Regions from separate parts of the Danio rerio genome. Here region 2 is linked to region 1. A link is a contact called in public Micro-C data. All regions are on one chromosome and are shown on one strand. The core of a region is the stretch at or near the end of the contact, and the rest is flanking DNA. Distances in the headings are between cores, read along the strand shown. Region 1 overlaps LOC101886654 (A disintegrin and metalloproteinase with thrombospondin motifs 20). Region 2 holds the start of irak4 (interleukin-1 receptor-associated kinase 4).

Region 1 (2,659 bases), core at 88-2,587:
AGCCATACACCCTATTGTTGAGAAGTAGTCTTGTGGTGGACCCCAGTTGTCAGAGCAGCAGATAATAACTTCTAGTTGATGATGTGTGAAAGTGTCAGAAGGTGGATTTCTCCATGGATCATCTGCTGATCTGCATCAATCATCACCAATACTGCAGAAGACCTACTGGAACCAGCATGCACCAAGACTCTCACAGAAATCAGTCAAGTTTGGTGAAGGAGAAGTCATGGTTTGGGGTTTATTTAGTATGGGGGCGTGCGAGAGATCTACAACATCAACAGCCTGAGGTATCAAGACATCTGTGCTGCCCATTACATTACAAACCACAGGAGAGGGACAATTCTCCAGCAGGATAGCACTCCTGCTCATACTTCAGCCTCCACATCAAAGCTCCTGAAAGCAGAGAGTGCTCCAGGATTGGCCAGCCAAGTCACCAGACATGAACATTATTGAGCTGATGAAGGAGGAGGTGTTGAAGATGAACACAAAGACTCTTGATGAACTCTGGGATCCTGCTGAAGCTTTCTTCTTCATTCCAGATGACTTTATTAATCAGTGATGTGAGTCATGTCAGAGATGTATGGATGCAGTCCTCCAAGCTCATGATGGAGTCAGACACAATCTTCATTCTGTCTCCACTGCAGCAGGACTTTATATTCTATACTGGACATTATTTCTGTTCAGTGATGAGACTTTAGTCTGAGCAGAGTCAGACCGCACTGTCCTAATCAAATCAGTCAACATCAAGACATGATCAGATTTATTGAGCTCAAATCAGCAAAATCTAGAGGCCTTCACCTTTCATAGAGACACTTCTGATACCAAATCATCAACTAGAAGACAAACTGTTATTTGCTGTTCCTAAAACTTGGATAGGCGACAAGACTTTTGTCAGGTAGTGTATAGGGTGAAGCTTTACCCCAGACCGCTGCTAACGTTCCCTACAGTCCCCAAGCTGAAAAGAACAGCTTGCACAATTAAAATAAATGACCAACTTCAAGTTTAAAAGCCTGAGTGGGATGCCAGGATCTAAAACAAGTGCATGCTGGTGGTCTTCTCAATAGTGTTCTTGAAAAGCGCCCCCAGTTCTCATGCTATTGAGACCCTCCCACGAGCACGTATTCATGGCTCTTCAAAGGAGTGCGGATGGCGGACCGGCTCACCCTGGAGATGACAGGAGCCGGATTGACTGCCTGTGCTCGCTCACTAGCAAGGGAGGGAGGGAGGTGTTGGTATTTATAGACGGCAAGTGATGGGACGCCCTTGTTAGCGTAGGGCTCAGTGATCCGGATGACAGACCGGCCGCGGGGTCATGTGACCACATTACTCAGTCCAGAACCCTGCGAGGGAAGCAGCGGAGAATTCAGGACAGAGAGAGAAAGAGGCCTAGGGGACGAGGGGGGAACGTTAGGGGACTACAAAGAATCAAAGCAATTATGATCCTCACGCTGAGACCATCACGTCGCTCTTCTCTTCCTCCAGATTTAGATTCTTATTGTTGGTATTATGATGTTGTTATTGTTGTTAAGGCCACGAGCGGTTGTGTAAGACAGTGGTTCCCAACCTTTTTAGCCTGAGACCATCTTTTTCCCTGAAAATATTGTAAGGCCCCTTCAAATTTAATGATATTTTCGCTAGTAAGTATTTAAAAAAAAGACGGTTTGTTTGTCACTATATCTAGATATGTTAATGCACAAATATTAGCTTAATGTAAAATCTACAAGCAAAACATCAGTGGCCATTTGTATTAGGTACATCTTGCGGTATTGAGGATGACTCGTCAGCAAATGTCTTATTAATTTGGACGCTCTCATGCGTTCGTTAGTATGAACTTTCGCTCATTATGAAAACATAGTACCATGTACGTTTCTGGAGACAGCGAAATACGTCTCGGGAGGTATGCATTTGTGCAGTTTTTGTTTATGTGAATCCGCGAGAGGCTTTTTCATATCTCGAACGTCTCTCGCGAACGCCGCTGTTCGTCCGACTGGCTGAATGATTGACTGGGCAACCAGCCAATCAGCCGACCCACCCTCCCCCTCCTCCCCTAAACTCAAGCAGTTTTACTGATTGACCCACCCCCCCGCTCACTTCCCTAAACCCAACCAACAATTTGCCAAAAAGCCGTCCAGAAAAAGAAAAGCCCTCGTCTGATTTTTTACCCTGTTTTCGGATTTGACCACATTCTCAGCCTGTTATTCACTTGTTCACTTTTTTTTTTAATACTGTTTTTTTCTTATCTGATTTCTGAAACCGCTCTTCCCGGACTCGAACCCGGTCGTGATCAGCTCCCCTCTGCGTTTCAAGTCGGCCGACGTACGCGACGAGCTAACCGGACAAACTGGTTGCGGTGGGAAAGCCCTTCACACTGAGGTAAGCGGTCAGCCGGCAAGCGCGAAAGGGAACAGAGTCACACCGGCTCGTATCGTTCGCTTACAAAAGTGAAATGCAGCCACACAAACTTCTGGCTACATAATTTGCTGTCTCCAGAAACGTCCCCGGGACTACGTTTTCAGAATGGATAATGCACTGTGGCTGGGTCAGGAACTCTTTGCTTCGAGAAAATAAAACCACAGTTCAGGTAACTATCTTGATGTTTCCAGTTTTGCTAGCGCTGTGACTCAATATCCGGCTCCGTCACCTGCTCCAGTGCGCTTGG
Region 2 (2,659 bases), core at 52-2,551, 100 kb after region 1:
ATAAATAATTAGAAAGAAAGAGAGAAAGAAAGAAAGAAAGAAAGAAAGAAAGAAAGAAAGAAAGAAAGAAAGAAAGAAAGAAACTGCACATTAATCTTGATCTTGCTGTGGATTTTTACAAGATTTCAAAAGAAAACTAGGATTAAAACCTTTTCCTAAATCAAATAACAGGGCAAAGGAAAGAAAATGATCTGTTTTAGTCCGTCAAACTGCACTGATTGCACATTTCTGAACAGCAGTTTTGCTGAAAGACTCAATTCTATTCTTGATCTCTATTGACGCCCAGCGGCCACATATAAACGTTACATTATAAACAGCCTCAGTATAAATATTTTGCACACATGATGTCAAAACAAATCACAAGAAAACATTTAGTATTATTATATATTTGTACATAACATTACGATCCCACCTCTGCTGTGTCAGGGCCATGTTCTCTATAGAGACTATACACAACATGTCCGATTGATGAATGTTAATCGATTTTGTTTATAATACAGGACTGTTAATGCTAAATTAAGAAAATAAATTACATTTTAAAAGTGAATATAATTTGGGCACGGCGGCCAAACATGAATCTTACCAGTTAGATGAATTATATCCACATTTTGATCGACGACGACGAGTGAACGCCACACACACACACACACGCACGCACGCACGCACACACACGCACACACACCAGCAAATCATTTAACGTCAGATTCATCATTTGAAGAGTTATACGGTTTAAATAATCCACACGCACTACATTTTTAAATTTTATTAAATCTGAATGCAGAATCTTCGCATATTTCCACATATTTCTAACTTTTAAACGAGTTTAAACGATTGTTATGTTTGATTGATTTCATTTTCCCGCCTTCTTTAAACACACAGAAATAGCGAGCTGTGATTGGTCACGCTGCTTGTCAATCTGTACTGTGAAACATTTTTTATAATAATATTGATATTAATAATAATAATAATAATAATAATAATAATAATAATAATAATAATAAAAGACACAAAGTAATATATATATTGAGAAGAAAGAGAAGCAAATATTAATAAATATGTACATTTCTATTATTTTTTGGATTAAGAAATAACTATCACGTGACGTGTTACTTTGAACCAATCACGGTCGAGTTTCAGCCAAACTGTCAGCGTCCTCTTCAGAAATAGCTGCTTCGCCTCATAATTTTTAATATAAATAAATCACATTTTCTGCATAAAACTTGCGTTTTGTGAGCGATGACGTGTGGACATATCTGTTTACACTTTTTATGACGTCACACCACCGTGTAGTTTCAGTCTGAGGCGGATGTTGTGAGAGGGGGAAATGACAACAGACGAAGGAAGTTTCTCAATCTCGGAAAACACGAGTCTTCTGGAGCTCTGAGGGTTTTTATGACGGACAGTCAGCGGTAACGGGCTGGCATGAGTGACGTCACGCCGAACACACCGGTTCGAAAGCTCCGGTACTCCGCGCTAAGAGCTTTAGCAGACCTGCTGGACCCGCAGGACACCTGGAGGAGCATCATGGCGGACATCAGCAGACCCTGCGGGGAACCCAGATACACACAGATGCACATGAGGTACAAACACACACCAAACAACCTCATAAACAAGAGACAGACTGACAGACATCAATAGTATACAGAAACACACATACACTCTTCTCTTACACGCAGGCAGACAGACAAACATCATCACACACACATAGAGACAGACGGACATCAACACACACACATACACATCAGCAGACTGACAGACACAGAGACTGACAACACACAGACAGATATTCATCCACACACACACACACACACACACACACACACACACATCAACACACAGACCGACATCAGCAGACACAGACAGACATACACACACACACACACACACACACACACAGACTTCAAAACACAGACTGACAGACACAGAGACTGACAACACACAGACAGATATTCATCACACACACACACACACACAGACCGACATCAGCAGACAAACAGACTGACAACCACACACACACACACACACATATATGCACAGATGTCAACACACAGACTGACATCCACAATCACACACAGACTCACATCAGCAGACAGACTGACATCCACACACACACATAGACTGATATCCACACGCACAGTTTAACATCCACACATACACACACACACACACACATACAACATCACACGCACACACACTCAACATGAAAGAGAGACACACAGACATCAAAACCAACCTTCACTCACAGACAACTTGCATACACACGCACAACACTCACTCACAGACAACACACACACACACACACACTCAGACACAAAATAGACACAAGATACACACACACATAACACTCGCTCACTTTTTCCAGATTTATTTTTGCTGTTTACAATTGCGGTTTTGTACGGCTGCTCTGTTTGCAGTCCTCCTGTGCGTGTGTGTGTGTGTGTGTGTGTGTGTGTGTGTGTGTGTGTGTGTGTGTGTGTGTGAGTTTACAGTTCCATGTGTGTGTGTTTGCAGGCGGTTTGAAGCATGCGTCCTGCAGGGAAAGAGTCCCACCATGGAGCTGCTGTTCGACTGGGGAACCTCAGACTGCACTGTTGGAGATCTGGTGGAGATCCTGATCCGCCATCAGCTGTTCGCCGCCGTCACAGTCCTGCTGCCCGAT

What was found. A called contact is a pair of places that touch in the nucleus more often than the background predicts.
Region 2: a contact with region 1 is called in a Micro-C map of caudal fin, with 7 times the contacts expected there. The contact joins the promoter of irak4 here to the enhancer-like site in region 1. A contact is called at or near these places in 2 of 18 Hi-C or Micro-C datasets (caudal fin and an unstated tissue).

Annotation. Positions count from the first base shown.
Region 1 is chr25:619,559-622,217 of GRCz12tu, forward strand. All of the region lies in intron 11 of LOC101886654 (A disintegrin and metalloproteinase with thrombospondin motifs 20), which reads right to left. Among named protein-coding and RNA genes, the nearest start is that of irak4, 100 kb to the right of the region's middle. Within about 2 kb of position 1,338, at least 23 of the 62 cell types and tissues checked have an H3K27ac peak or open chromatin away from gene starts, as enhancers often do.
Region 2 is chr25:720,877-723,535 of GRCz12tu, forward strand. irak4 (interleukin-1 receptor-associated kinase 4) reads left to right here and starts at 1,302. Exons shown (of 10, transcript NM_200163.1): 1 at 1,302-1,580; 2 at 2,512-2,659. The coding sequence starts at 1,423. LOC141380852 (a long non-coding RNA gene) reads right to left here and starts at 648. Exons shown (of 5, transcript XR_012400150.1): 1 at 584-648.